Regions from separate parts of the Cricetulus griseus genome. Here region 1 is linked to region 2. The links are chromatin contacts, called in public Micro-C maps. All regions are on one chromosome and are shown on one strand. The core of a region is the stretch at or near the end of the contact, and the rest is flanking DNA. Distances in the headings are between cores, read along the strand shown.

Evidence for each region. Hi-C and Micro-C count contacts between places; a contact is called where the count stands out from the background.
Region 1: a Micro-C map of the CHO-K1 cell line shows a contact between it and region 2, with 3 times the contacts expected there. The contact joins the enhancer-like site here to the promoter of Mrpl53 in region 2. A contact is called at or near these places in 2 of 8 Hi-C or Micro-C datasets (the CHO-K1 cell line and liver).

What each region holds. Positions count from the first base shown.
Region 1 is chr8:74,356,436-74,360,760 of CriGri-PICRH-1.0, forward strand. The region is part of intron 4 of Dctn1 (dynactin subunit 1); the gene reads left to right. Among named protein-coding and RNA genes, the nearest start is that of Dctn1, 19 kb to the left of the region's middle. Within about 2 kb of position 2,061, at least 4 of the 6 cell types and tissues checked have open chromatin away from gene starts, as enhancers often do.
Region 2 is chr8:74,279,477-74,283,447 of CriGri-PICRH-1.0, forward strand. It overlaps Mrpl53 (39S ribosomal protein L53, mitochondrial), which reads left to right and starts at 1,871. Exons shown (of 3, transcript XM_027429419.2): 1 at 1,871-2,127; 2 at 2,268-2,380; 3 at 2,477-2,906. The coding sequence starts at 2,036. The coding sequence ends at 2,631. It overlaps Ccdc142 (coiled-coil domain-containing protein 142), which reads left to right. Exons shown (of 9, transcript XM_027429416.2): 6 at 18-132; 7 at 411-588; 8 at 711-910; 9 at 1,038-1,453. The coding sequence ends at 1,348. It overlaps LOC118239269 (a long non-coding RNA gene), which reads right to left and starts at 829. Exons shown (of 2, transcript XR_004771090.1): 1 at 699-829; 2 at 1-153.

The DNA.
Region 1 (4,325 bases), core at 811-3,310, 77 kb after region 2:
ACGCAGCGGGGACTGAAGCCTAAGAAGGTGGTGTGTTTACTGTTTGGGTCTGGGTGGGTGGGTGGGCTGTGAGCCCGTCCTGCTCTCCTGCATGTCCCCCACCCCCACTGCTGCATGCATGTGTGTAACCATGGGGCTGGCATGGCCAGAGGAAATGGCAGTTTGACTCCCAGAGTACCTTTGAGGGGGAATAAGGCCGTGAGGTTCAGGGACCAGGCCAAAGACTGGACTCACCAGAGACAGTTTCTCCCTGCTCTAGACCCCCCCAGTTAGACACTCCAGGTGCCTAATGGCAAATCAGAGCAGCTGGTGTACAGTGAGGTCTCACGTAGCCAGGCGTAGTGGGGATGGCAGGACATACTGGAGGGATGGAGCTGGGAAAATATAGAATGGTTGTACAAGGAGGAGGGGATCGGACCACTGAAGAGCAGTCAGGAAGCCACAACTTTGCCTGCCTGCCTTTCAACCAGTGCTGCCACAAATGCCCCACCCCCGGCCTTTTACTACCCTCCCTAGTCTAGTATGTGTCTGAGGTCCATCCCCCCCCTTTCACAGACTTTTCTTTAGGTCTTTTGAGAGGGTCTCACTTTGTAGCACATGCTATCTGGAAGTCCTAAATCTGTGGCAGTCCTCCTGGCTCAGTCTCCTTAGTGCTGGGATTACACGTGGGTACCACCATGCCCAGCTCATCTCCATGGACTTTTAAACACTTAAGTTGCTGCCATGACCACTTCCTCACACCAGCCCTTGCCTTGGGCCTCTGCCCAAGTTCTTTCTGCCCTGCATGTGCCTGTCTGAGCCATGTGTGCAGTACTGTGAGCTCCTTGTTGCCAGGCTGCCTCAGGCCTCCCTGATGTTGCATGGGAAGCTTCTGCATTAGGATGATGGGAAGGGGGAAGAAAGCATCTTTTCAACTCCTGATGGGAGTTTTGCCATGGTAGAGGCCACGTGCCAGTAGTTGTTTTAGATCCTGGGTCCTGGCTCCCCGCAGGACTAGGATTCTAAGGCAGATAATGCTCTAAAGGGCGCTGGTCACATTCCAGATGCATGGTGCTTGCTTCATTCATCCCTTGATTTTTGTGTTGTGATTGGTGTTCCAGTTTCACCTCAGGTCCCTGGATAGTAGGGCATGAAACTGAAGTGTGACACTGCAAGCTCTGGCTGCAAGCTGACATGACCCTGGTTAGGGGCGTGAGCAATGTCTATTTCCTGGTGCTTACACTAAAAAATGTCCCCTGCTCTCTCCAGTCTTACACCCAGGTGATTCAGTCAAAGCATATCATTTAGCCAGAGTTGCCCTTGTCATCCCACATGGAACAGGGAACTAGATCCAGAGCAAAAACCAGTATGTGTGTGTTCACTTGTATGGGTGTTTTGCTTCCATGTGTTGGTATACCATGTCTAAGCAGTGGCTGCAGATGCCAGAAGAGGGTGATAGATGCTCTTGGGACAAGAGTTACAGATGGTTGTGAGCTACCAAGTGAGTGCTTGGAATTCAAACTGAGTTCTCTGTAAGAGCCATTAGCTCCTCCAAACCAGTGTTTTGAGAGGGAGAACATAGGTACCTCTCAAAATACCTGCCCTTCTTAGAAAGTTTTAGACACAAGCTTTCATCTCTGTGTAGCTTGGAGAGGTGAGGGAAGAGCCCAACACTATAATTAGAGCTGTTGCTGCTGCCAGTGGCGTGTCCCAGGGTTCCCTAGTCACTGTGTACTCTTCAGAGCTGGAGCTGGGCGCTGGAGGGGTGCTCTGACTGTGTTTTCCTGATAAGAGATTTAAGGGCATCTCTAGTGTGTGTAACGGAAGTGGATGTGATGGGGGTTGTCAGGGGCCAGAATGTAATCATGAGGGATTGATGGAGCCGGCAGACCCTCTATCCTGTCCCCAAATTCCCTGGCTCCGTAAAGTGCCGTTTCTACAGTGGCCCCTGGCCCAGCTTTTTGAAGCAGGGTCTTGGAGGGGAAGAAGAGGGCGGAGCTAGAACCTTGTATGACAGGGAGGAAGGACAGCTTTGCGCAGGACTTAGTCCCATCCGGAGGAGGAGCCACCCGGTTCTGGGTGGTTGCTAGGTGACATAGGACTGGTAGCTCCACCCCCATGGAGCTGAGGAGGGTGGGTGCATGACGTCAGGTGGAGCTGCTGCTGCTGCTGCTGCTGCTGCGGCCACTGAGACTGCCATCAGCTTAAGCTGGCGACCTGGGCCAGGCAAGGCTCTGGAGCCTGCTGGAGCCTGCCGGAGCTCGCAATCGTCTGCTGTCTTGCTGCACACCTGCCAGGGCCTCTGTGTCACCACAGCAGCCTTTTGCAGGCCCGGAAGCAAAGACTGCATTGTTGGGATTTGATGCACTAATCTCCTGTCTCCGCCGCCTGTCCCTCCCTCCCTTCGTCTGTCTTTCCTCCCTGTGTTTGTCTGCCCTTCTCTGTTCCTCCCTCTCTTTCCTCTCCTTGCTTTCTGTGGTTTTCTGCAATGATGAGACAGGCACCGACAGCCCGAAAGGTACTCTTGCTTGCTCTGGTCCTGCCGCCGGGTTGCCAGGGCGATGGAAGCAGGCTGCTGGGGTGGGGGTGGGGGCTGATTGACTTCATCAGTCTACCTGGCGGGGGGAGGAGGGTAAGGGTGAGGGGGGGCAGGGAGAGGTGTGTGTCACTACTGTGCCCCACCCCTGGACATACATTTCTTGATCTACTTGCTTTGGGCTCTGATTGAGTCTGTTCTAGGCCTCGCAGGCTTGGGCTTCAGGCAGTCTTTACTGCAGACTCACTTGGGAGGGTTTCCAGGGGTCCAACCTGAGGCAGCAGGCTAGGTGTATCAGTGCTTGAAGCAGGCCTACTTACCAGCCTTCGCTTGTTCTCCCAGCCTCCCGTCTCCTCAGAGTTTGTGCTAGGGAGTTAATCAGGGTAGGATGAGGACCCTAGAAGAGTTTTTGACTCATAGCCATTGTAAATTAGTCCTGACTAGAGGGGTGGACATTGGTCTTCTTGGATTTGGTGTCTGCTGAAGCAAGCTTAAGCCAAATCTTGTCTTTGCTAGAACCCTGAGGCACAGCTAGCAATCCTCTGGGATTTGGAGCTAATTGCCCCTTTGCTACTTCGAAGTAACCCAAAGGCCTCCTGGGTGGCTTTTAGAACAGTGGTTCTTGTGTGCTCTGATCACCCTCATTGCTTTCCTCCAGCTGGGAGGGTTACTTTGCTGAGCTGTGGGCTTTTACTGATGCAGTATTCATAATCCTGACACCTGAGCCCTCTGCCTTAGGGATGGAGCCACCCAGACCTGAGGGGCAAACACACACACACACACACACACACACACACACACACACACACACACACACACACACGAGATAGCCTTTTTCTTAGGAATTAAGTTCCCATTTCTGGGTGTATGGTACTCTTGTCATGGGCTGGGTCCTAGGGTGTCCTCTCTAGAGTCTAGCACTTGATGGAAGAGGCTGACTTGGGAAAGTCCTTGGGAGTGATGTCTGGGCGGGGCCTCTAGGCTGGAGTGGGAGATCCTTCACAGAAGGCCAGTCTCTGGAGACCTTCTTACCAGCTGCTGCCTTTGCTCTCCTGTGGCTCAGCCTAGAGACAGGACTTCTGGGATCTGCAGGGTATCTGAAGGGGTGAGGTCTACAAGAGTTGAGTAAAAATGAGGGTAGGAACAGGGCAGCGGGAGATGTGAGTTCCTGGAGTAGGTATGGTGGTGATTACCTGAGGGAGGCAGTGGGATGGGGTTGGTGGGGCTAGCCCTGTCTGTTGCCGCTTCTGCTCTCATTGCTACCTCTGTCCTCCTGCCATGACCCTTTCTTTCCTGACTCCTTCTCTTCTGGCTCCTGTTGCCTGTCCAGACCACAACTCGACGGCCCAAGGTGAGAACAAGCAGGTCTCTGTAGGCCACGCTGAGTGCACACGCGTCTCAGGCATGTGCATGTATGTGTACACGCATGCTAGCAAGTCAGTGTTGTTTACAGTGTACAGAGGGGAAGGGCAGCTTGCAGCTGGTCACTGAACCCTCCTGGAAAAAAACGATTTCTCATCCTTTTTTTTTTTTTTAAGTTTTATTTTTGTTTTATGTGTATGAATGTTGCCTGCATGTATGTATGTGTACCATATGTGTGCCCTCAGAGGCCAAGAGGGAGTGTCAGATCTGTTGGGAGTTACCATCTGAGTGCTGGGAATCAAACCTGGGTCCTCTGGAAGAGCAGCCAGAACTCTTTAACCGCTGAGCCGTCTCTCTAGCCCTGGCAACTTCTAATCCTTAAGAGGCCATCTTAGCTAGTTTGATTGGGTAGGGGAAGAGCAGTAAGAGGGGTTATGGCTAATCACGA
Region 2 (3,971 bases), core at 621-3,120:
TCCTCTTCTTTATACAGCTCCTGCCTGAAGAGTCGCTGAGTCTCTTTTTCCAAGAATGCCATAAACAAGCCACACAGGGCTTCAAGCTCCACATGCCAAAGGGTCGATACTGGCGGCTTCGACTAAGTCCCGGTAATTTTTCTTTCTGTAGTGCTGGGGATGAAACCCGGGATTTCACACATGCTAGGCAAGCAAGCCTTACTGACTGAACTACACACCCCCCCCCACCCCACCAGCCCACCGTCTCCGTAACTTCCCATGCCCATCTTCTCCTTCCAGGGGTTCCCAGTGTGTGACTGGTTCAAGCCCTCCCCATTGGTCACCATCCTTGCACCTTCTGTGCCCTTCTCTCTGGTGCCCATTGGATTTCCATAGTCTCACAGTCTTTCCTTTCTCTTCTGTCACCCCAGAACATCCCAGTGCTCCTAGCGAGTATGCAGGGATGGTGGTCTACACTGTGTTGGAGCCCGTGCTGCGAGGACTGCAGGGATTGTCACCCGAAGCCCAAGCCCCCGCCCTCAGCCAGGCACTAACAGCCATACTGGGTGCCTGGCTTGATCACATCCTCACCCATGGGATCCGGTTCAGGTGGGAAGGAAAGATGGTCGTGGCAGCGGGAGAATGTCAACAGGGAAAAATGGAGAACTTTTGGGTAGAGCAGTGTGGGGAGGCAGAAATGTCAGGTGGCCACATTGTACCTGGACATCTAGCCTGCAGGGGGCGCTGCAGCTCAAACAAGACTTCGGAGTGGTCAGGGAGGTCCTGGAACAGGAGCAGTGGGGCCTGTCCCGGGAGCTTCGTCAGACTCTGCTGTCACTCAGCATCTTCCAGCGGCTAGATGGGGCCCTGCTGTGTCTCCTGCAGCAGCCCCTGCCCAAGAGTCCAGTCCACAGAAGGCCTCCCTGTTGCTGTGAGTCATTACCCCTCTCCAACCCCAGGTTTACCCAAGTCCCTCCATCACTGCTTTAAGAGACTCCCATCTCACCACTGACTTTCAGCATCACCCACCAACCTGCCTTCCACTTCTGCCTTTCCAGGTTTTTGTAATGAAGTCCAGACCACTGAACTGCCCACCAGCAGCCTCAACAGCCTGGAAAGCTTGGCTCCCCCTCTCCGGCCTGGACTCTCCCCAGCCCAGAACATGCTCCTGCTAAGCACTCTGGAAGGAGGAGGAGGAACAGAAGGAGCAGCAGGAGGAGGAGGAGCAGGAAGAGGAGGAGGAGGAGGACCTAGTCCTGAAGCTTACCTGGCTGGAAACCAGCAGGCCTGGCTTGCCCTGAGGCTGCACCAGCACCCTCGTTGGCACCTGCCCTTTCTTTCCTGCCTGGGGACAAGTCCTGAGCCCTAAGTTGCCTAGGATCAGGAGTTGCAAATCATGGTCTGTTAAGCCCCAGTCAAGGAACTGTATGTTAGGCTTAAAACGGGGAGCTTGGAAGAACACGTACATAAACTACACCGTCTGGAATTGAATCCACGATCACCCTAGTACCTGCAATCCAGAGTAAGGGGCAAACCAGAGCCCGAAATCTGAAAGTTGGCAACAGTGGAGACAAGAGCTAGAAATAGCTAGTCTACAGGGTTGATTCTCAGGAGACAGAAGCAAGCTACATGCTTTCTCTTGAATCCCAGGAACAAGGCTTCCCCGTCTTTATTTTTAGTCATTAGGCTGTAGGACCTTGACAACATTAAGCGTTGGCCGTTCAGCTGCCAGGGTGGGCTTGCTTCCTGGTGGGCGGACAATCCTCATTGGAAGGAGCCAGGATTTAGGATGGTGCTGACCTAGATCTAGCCGGCAGGACACTGAAGCGGGAAAGCTGCAGGAGACGTGTTTTCGTGCAAAAGGGGTTTTTGCACATTCACCGTCTACGCTGTGTGTGGCACAGGGTATGGCTAATTGCTGAAGTATTTGCGGACCGCCCACTCTGGGTCCCTTGGCGGCCCGGGAGGACAGCCGCTACAAGTCGCGCAGAGGCCGCCGGAAGCGGTCCGTTCCAATAAAGCGATCCCCAGCACTACTTCCGGAGCAGAGGTAACCATGGCGTCGGCTTTGGCTCGCGTCGGACTGAAGCCGGTCAAGCTGGTTCGAGTTCAGTTCTGCCCGTTTGAGAAGAACGTGGAGTCGACAAGGTTCGTGTTCTGGGGGTGGGGATGGGGGGCTCGCTCACGGTCGACCCCCTGCCGGAGTGCCAAGCTGCTCGGACCGGCCCTCCCTGCCTCGTGCACGCCCCTTGGTCCCCGGGCGCGCTCACGCTGCCCTCCCACCGTAGGACGTTTCTCCAGGCGGTGAGCAGCGAGAAAGTGCGTGCCACAAACCTCAACTGTTCGGTGGTCGCCGACGTGAGGCACGACGGCTCCGAGCCCTGCGTGGACGTGTTATTCGGTAGGCCTGGCTGGGGGGCCGGCGGGCGGGCGGGCGGCAGCGGAGCCCTGCGCTGCGGACTCCGGGTCTCTGACTCGTCGCTTTGCATCTTCTTAGGAGATGGCTATCGGCTGATTATGCGCAGCGCTAACCTCACCGCTCAGGAAATGTTCACTGCCTTGGCCTCCCACATCCGGGCCAGAAACGCAGCGGCAGCATCCGCAGCGGCCAACGCAGACAAGCCCGGCCCAGTTAATGGTACCCGGCGCTGACACTGCAGAGGACATAACAACCAAATGTTAGCTTGGAACGAAAAGACTGCTGTCTAAGAGAAGGCTGGGCTTAATCACTCGAAGGTTACGCGAAGGTCACGAACAGACTGACACCTACCCGTGCTTTGGGGGCAAGATAAGTAAGGTTAGGTGATGGAGGGTCTGGACAAATTTGAATTTTTCTTTCTCCTCTTCCCTCGCTGCTTAACCATATTTGAGTTTGGCTTCACTTATCACCCAAGTATCCTTTAATTAAATATTTATTACCAAATGAATTCTTTTTCTCGGGTTGTTTGCTTGGTTCGTAGAGACAGACTCGTGTCATGAGCTGACCTGAAACTTGCTAGTAAACTAAGGTGAACTAGAAATTTGAAAGGATTCTCCTGGTTTCAAGGCTCCTGAGTGCCCGGATTATAGACATGCATCATCACACCAGGCTTCATACCTCATCTTTCTTACTTAGTTTGTCTACTCTTTGTATATCTTTAATAGTTTTTGCTTACTCTCATAAAGAATCTGTCAGTTTGGGTTTCTATTTATGGATACGCCATGGCCAAGGCAACTCTTACAAAGAAAAGACATTCAATTGGGGCTGGCTTACAGTTTCTGAGGTCCATTATTTATCATCGTGGTAGGAAATATGTTGCCACACAGGCAGACAGGGTACTGTAGAAGTTGCTGAGAGTTCTACATCTTGATCCACAGGCAGTAGGAAGAGATTACAACACACTTCCTCCACCTACTAATAGGGCCAAGCATTCAAATACATGAATCTATGGCAGCCATTCCCTAAAACCATCACAAAGCTACTCATTTGTCATAATTAAACTACTCTGGACTTAGATCCTACATTTCTGTTTAGTTTTAATCCCAACTTCTATGGTTACCTACTACCAACTTCCTGCATATGCTACCAACATTCTTTCCTTAAAATGGGATCAGCCCCACCTGGTAGCACAGGCCATCCCAGCTACTCAGGGGGCCAGCCTGGTCTATTTAGCAAGACCCTTCTATTCTCATCATTCTCCTGTGTCACCTGCATTGTCCTGCCTGGTGTCATTTTCCCTAATCATTTTTTGCTGGTACTTAATTTTACCCTTCAAGTACATAATGGCTTATTTCTCATAGCACCTGAAATAGTTTTTAGTCTGGCAGACATTGATGTGATCACGAAATCATTTTAGAGGATTAAATGATATAAAAAGTTATCCATTCAAGCTGGGCAGTGGTGGCTCACGCCTTTAGTTCTAGCACTCGGGAGGCAGAAGCAGGTGGATCTCTGTGAGTTCAAGGCCAGCCGGGTCTACAGAGTGAGTTCCAGAATAGGCTCCAAAGCTACA